2 separate regions of the Mus musculus genome follow, and region 1 is linked to region 2. The links are chromatin contacts, called in public Hi-C maps. All regions are on one chromosome and are shown on one strand. Each heading gives the region's core, a stretch centred on a gene start, on an enhancer-like site or on the middle of the called end of the contact. The rest is flanking DNA. Distances are from core to core; before and after follow the strand shown. Region 1 overlaps Cep128 (centrosomal protein 128). Region 2 overlaps Cep128 (centrosomal protein 128).

Region 1 (3,064 bases), core at 514-3,013, 120 kb after region 2:
CATTCTCACACAAATGAATATTTACTCCATTTGTCTCGTCTTGTAATCAATGTAAGTACTTATTATTCTCATTGGTATAAAACTAAATGAATTTAACTTAAATCAAGTTATGAAACTAAAACTGTCTTTTAAATTCAAATACCCATGCAAATAGGTTTAATTTTTTTTTAAAACACATCTATTTCTCTCTTTCTTCCTTTTTTTTTTTTGGGGGGGGGGGGGGGTTCGAGACAGGGTTTCTCTGTGTAGCCCTGGCTGTCCTGGAACTCACTTTGTAGACCAGGCTGGTCTTGAACTCAGAAACCCGCCTGCCTCTGCCTCCGCCTCCCAAGTGCTGGGATTAAAGGTGTGCGCCACCACTGCCTGGCTATCTACATCTCTCAAACATCCAAGAACATAAAGCAATCTTATACTCCTTCTTTCTTATCCACTTCAAGTTTCAGCACTTGATCACCTCTTTACAATAACGCTTTTCAAAAATAATAGTTTTCTGCTGAAGTCTACTTACTGCCTAAAACTTTATTTGATACTTTCCTTTTTAATATCCCTTGTGGTGTAAGGATGTGTAAGTCTGAGAAATTTTAGGCAATGGGATCCTTTAATTCTATTGTTTCAGGAAGAAGTGCACATACGAGGCACTGAGGAGTCATCAGAGCAAAGGACCCACTTGTGTTACATCAAGAAATGCCATCCCATTCAGACATCATCTCTGCTTTTACAGCAGCATGAGGCAGCAGACACATCAGCCCAGGGGCAATATTCTAACCTTGAATATTAAAGCAATTCTTCTTCATTAGGTAGTTCAGCATAAAAGTCACAAAAGTCTATACCATTCAGTCTGGATTGGAACAGCCTTCAACTTCTGAAAACAGATTAACACTGAAAAAGAAACATTTTACGAATGGGCAAGTCAAAATGACGAGCTATTGTGTTAAGCATTCACTCTAAGGGTTAACTCGTCTACTTCCTCTCTGAAGGGGCTAACCCCTGCACTGGTTTCTGTCTCCCTTTGACTAGACCAGGCAACTCAGAATTACATTAAAACTGACCTCGTAAAAGCAGCTATAAAAGAAAAGAAAGGATCACTTGCTGGTGAATGTCTACAACTGTGTTGTTTTGCCCTTTTAAGCTTAGTTTTCTTAGAGCCGCTTAGCCATAAAGCTATGGTGTGCCCTGCTCCAGAACTGTCATTGTCTTTTACAGTTTTAAGATCACAGGGATACCACAGAGTCTTAATAGAGGGCCCCTGAGGCACATTTAAATCTTTAAAAACAACAATTTTTCTTTTTTCCTTGAGTGTGGCTATTTGCACTACAAGGACAAACACATTGAACACTATTACAGTTCTTTAGAAGCAGATGAATGTAAACACTTACTGTTGTGGATTACCAAGAACGCAACCTTTCCTTTAGTGAGTGGAGGAAAAGGCAAAAGGAAAATGTGTGTGGAAACTCCCGCATCTTTCACAATAAACGTGTTTACCAAGCGTCTCTAATAGATGACACATTCAAATATGTGGAACAAATAGAAATTACAGGCTCCTTGTGTCTGCTGCAAAGGGACCAGCAAACTTGGTTATAATGATGGCACTAGAACCCTTAGTGAAAGATTGCATGCTAACTTTCTCATGGGCAGGGCCACTGGTATTCCCAGAGCAAAGCCATGAGCATCACGTGTCCTGATTCATGCTCAGCAGTGTTACAATGCATACCTCTGGTCACAGGGAAGAACGTGGAAATGATTCACTTGGAAACCCGCAAAACTAAAACAGGAAGAAAAAGACCTCCGGACTCATCTGAAACATGAGTCAGAATCATTATGCTCGCAGGGATGAACGGTCCGGTCAGCCTTTTTTTTTTCAGTATTTTATTTTCAGATAAAAACACATCACTGAGAAACAGAGCACAGATGCTCTTTCTCTACTTTTATGTTTAAATTTCCCACATAAAGATGAAGTAAAAGTCAGAGAATAAATACCTTAAGATTTCCAGATTACAATGAGATTACAATACCAATCAGATCACATGATACATAAGTTGAAGTTAGAAGTTGGTATTTATGTATATTATAAATGTCAACAATATCTTTGAGGACATTTGTTTACTCCCTGTTGAAAAGAAATTGTATTAAGGAGACAGGATTTATGAAATATTATGATAGAAACTGAATTTTCTTTTAAGAACACAGTTGGAAAAAAAAAAAGAACACAGTTGGGTGGCTAGCTCTGAAATTCTCTGTAGAAGCCTAAATACAACTCCAAAGCCTCAAACAAATGGACTAACGCACACTGGAAGAAAGTTTTCTGTGAAACCCAAGGACGCTGTTGCTCAGAATGAATGTGATTTGCTTAAATTAATGGAGATTTTTAGTTCGTCGAGTTCCACGAATTTCCAAAGGCTGTTTTTTCCTAAATCAAGTCAGAGATTGCTCCCCACGAGAAGGAGCTCAAGTCATGGAAAATCTTAGCCTTTAAGTCCACCCAGTTGGAGATTATCTGTGCCAACAAAAACTAATGCTCAAAAAAATGGTTTCTATCAAGTCAGAAAAACAATACACTTATATTCTAAATCTCTAAACAAACAAGTTTTCGACTCAAAACTAGCTAAATGGATTTTTTAAACTGTTAAAAAGCAGTTTATTTTATAGCCATGACCAGGGAAAGAAAAGCCTGCATTAAAAGCTACAACTAAAACAAACAAACTCCCTGTTTGGTTTTGGTAAGGTGGTGAGACTGCATGATGAAAATCTCAAGGAGATCCAATACACATGCCGACATGACACCTGCTCATCTGGGAGCTATCAGTGTAAAGGACACAAGTTCATAGGCCTGACAGTTGCTGGTCCCAGGGGTACATTCCTTTAATCCCAGCACTTGGGAGGCAGAGGCAGGTGGATGTCTGTAAGTTCAAAGCCAGACTGAGCTATCTAGTGATGCTTGGGCTCAAAAGGTGGGGAAAACCTGCTGACAGTTGAACCTGTAGGCTTCCCTCACGTGAGAGGCAAGCACATAAGTAGTCACAAGGAGCTGGCTTTTTTTTTTTTTTTTTTTTCCGAGACAGGGTTT
Region 2 (3,000 bases), core at 460-2,959:
AGAAAGTTATAAAAGGCAAGAATTAAAAATAACAGATCCAATTCTAAACTCTACAATGTATTTAAATCTAGAGTTCAGGCAGTTATTTTAAATTTAGAATATAATTATATACTTAAAAACAATGTTTTCCATAGGCTACATCACTATACTTAACCAAATTAGTGATTTGTTTTTACCTTGTCAAGATAGATACACATCAAAAAAGCTCATCAATAATTTAAAGGAAAATTGTGGCAATTAAATAAAAATCATTTTAATGTATAGTGAATGTTAACGCTTCAAAGATGTTTAGTTAAATAGAAATATGCAAGGATTCCCTGAGATATTTCCCCACAAGTGCTTTGTTTTTCATAATGAGTACAGTTTTCACTTTAGTTTTTTGTTTTTCATTAAAAATGATTTTGCTTAGATAATTTTGTACATCAACCATAAATGAGGATAGCTTGTTGTTTAGTATATTAGGTTAATCACATCACCTAGAGTCTATGAATGGGGTGGAAAACACTGGGAAGAAAGCACAGGGATTGTTAAAAGGATGGAGGGCTGTTTGCACCCCTTAGAGAGGGGATGCCTATACTAGAAACACGAGGAGTAAAAGAAACAGACATGATTCAGAAACATCACCCTGAGTAGAGGAAAAGCTACCAATGGGAGACACTGAACGATAATTAGTTCACCATTAATTAAAGACAGGATTTGAGGCAAAGCATTCCCAAAGAATGAAGACAAAAACTCATCATTATCAGAGCAACACAGTCATTATCAGGTATAATTCTGAAATAAGATCAAGTGTGAACAGTGTATGTTCTCAGATAAGAACAGTGATGCTGCCCAAGCACACGCTTGGCCGAGTACAACAGCCTTCGAGATGGTTTCTCTGTCCATTCTAGAAATGTTTAGCACACATATCCAAAGACAATAACTTATGCTATAGTACATAGCTCAAAAAAAAAAAAAAAAGCAGTCCCTCGTTGGCAAAATGTTTAAGATGATGTCACTGACCCACATTTAAGTCACTATTTAGAGCAGTCAGAGAAGAGAAAACTGCTTTCTGAATTCCCTACATCACTCTATGAGTCCTACTTCTTTAAATTATATCAACAACTATTGACATTGTAACCATAGAATATATACCAGTATTTGATATAGGCTTTTATTTATGAGAAAATTTTGCTTTGAACCTTGAGGGAACATTTTAAATCACTGATAATATACAATCACATACATACACACACACACACACACACACACACACACACACACACACACACAGAGAGAGAGAGAGAGAGACAACAGACAGAGACAGAGACAGAGACAGAGACACACAGACACAGACACAGACACAGACACAGACACAGACACAGACACAGACACAGACACAGACACAGATACAAAGGGAAAGAACCAAACCAAACAGTTTTGCCCATGACCTCCCAGGTTCCTGCCTTCTTTACCAAGAGTGTTCCCTCTATTTGCAAGTTCTGATTATAGACTTCAAGGAAAGGAGGTAGGTCCAAGTAGAGTATTACATTAGTTATATTTTCCCAGTCTCACCCAGTCAAGATTGTTACCATCTTTTTAAGAAAACAGCTGAAAATCTCTACTCTGAGAAAAAGGAACTGCTTCTGAGAAGAACCAGGTGAAGAGCCTCACCAGAGAAGAACGGAAGTGGATCTCAAAGCCTCACCAGAGAAGAACGGAAGTGGAACTCAAATCCTCACCAGAGAAGAACGAAAGTGGAACTCAAATCCTCAACTATATTCCTCAGCTCTTACAGATCTTAGGCTTTATAATCAGTGTTCAGGGCTGTAAAGGGGTGAGTGGGAGAAGCTGTGTGTTACTCAGCAGGCACCAAACAACACCCAGGACTTTAACGTTTAAACGCGTGGCCAGGGCACGTCACCCCCATTCCTCCTTAGTTGCTCATTCTGTAAGTCAGTCTTCCTCTGGGAATGAGAAGATGATTAGCTGGGCTTAAGTCTCTTCTCTCCAGAAACAGAGATCTGGTTTCTGCAGTTGACATAGGCCACACAGCAGGCAGTATTCTGGAAAAGACTACATCTCGAATAAAATCAAGGGAATGGTAGAAAAACTGATAAACAGGAGAAATGATCTACTACATCTGCCACAGGGCTCCTCTGACGTCAGATATTGACTCAGCTTCCCTTTGTTGATTGAACTGGGTTTTGTTCCTACCATATACATCAAGTCTATATAGCTTTTATCTTAGTGGGCTGGATTCTTTTTCCTCTGAGTGTGTGCTATTCATTCTACTCACCTCACATGTGTGTCTGAACTGAGGCATAAGTGCTAACTGAGGATTCTGTTTTGGCTTGGTAATAAAATATGTGGTAACAAAATTGATTAAAAGGGAAAGACTTCTCTTCTGATACACAGGATGGACTCATGAAACAGGAGAGGCCGGTTGTCCACTACAGAAAAACCTACTGATTTTCTCCATATCTGCTTTTAGTGAAGCCAGTGTGCTTACTTAGCAGAGCTTAGTGTGGTTACAGCGTAAGGAATATCTTGGTAGGATAAGATAGGAAGTGCCCGGAGAGGGAAGAAACGGAGCGGGATGGCTTCTGGGAATTAATTTCCCCTTCCCCGTGCTCTGCCCAAAAGGGAGAAGCACGTCACTTTAGATTGGTGAGAGGAAAACCAAGTGCAGGCAAAAACTCTCTAGCATCATATTCTTTGCTCCCTTCTAGGAGACAAACTGACTGGCTGTCCCAGAAGTCAAAGCCTTAGCAAGTTGGCAGCAGTGCATGGGCAAGAAGGTGGAGGGTCCAAGGTTTTAATGCACTAAGTGAGTGACCTTTAGTCCCAGTACAGTCTCAAAGGGAAGCAGGAGGCACTAAGAGTGGCTGGCACTCCTACAGAAAGGTAGTCACACTCTAGGGAAGCTACAGAGCAGACTGCCTTGTAGAATTTAACTGAGTGTACATGCAGGCCGGGAGAAGGAAGCACAGCAGAGGGAACAGAGAAGAGAAAGACCAG

The links. A called contact is a pair of places that touch in the nucleus more often than the background predicts.
Region 1: a contact with region 2 is called in a Hi-C map of bone marrow-derived macrophages, with 2.3 times the contacts expected there. The contact joins two enhancer-like sites. A contact is called at or near these places in 4 of 484 Hi-C or Micro-C datasets (bone marrow-derived macrophages, macrophages and uterus), 3 of 115 datasets of contacts at active chromatin or transcription factors (CD8 T cells, effector CD8 T cells and memory CD8 T cells) and 2 of 9 other capture datasets (adipose tissue and pancreatic islet).

The regions. Positions count from the first base shown.
Region 1 is chr12:91,304,243-91,307,306 of GRCm38.p6, forward strand. All of the region lies in intron 10 of Cep128 (centrosomal protein 128), which reads right to left. Among named protein-coding and RNA genes, the nearest start is that of Cep128, 79 kb to the right of the region's middle. Within about 2 kb of position 1,764, at least 53 of the 459 cell types and tissues checked have an H3K27ac peak or open chromatin away from gene starts, as enhancers often do. A contact at or near this core is called in bone marrow-derived macrophages and macrophages, where this site is marked.
Region 2 is chr12:91,181,977-91,184,976 of GRCm38.p6, forward strand. All of the region lies in intron 20 of Cep128 (centrosomal protein 128), which reads right to left. Among named protein-coding and RNA genes, the nearest start is that of 5430427M07Rik, 140 kb to the left of the region's middle. Within about 2 kb of position 1,710, at least 89 of the 459 cell types and tissues checked have an H3K27ac peak or open chromatin away from gene starts, as enhancers often do. A contact at or near this core is called in bone marrow-derived macrophages and macrophages, where this site is marked.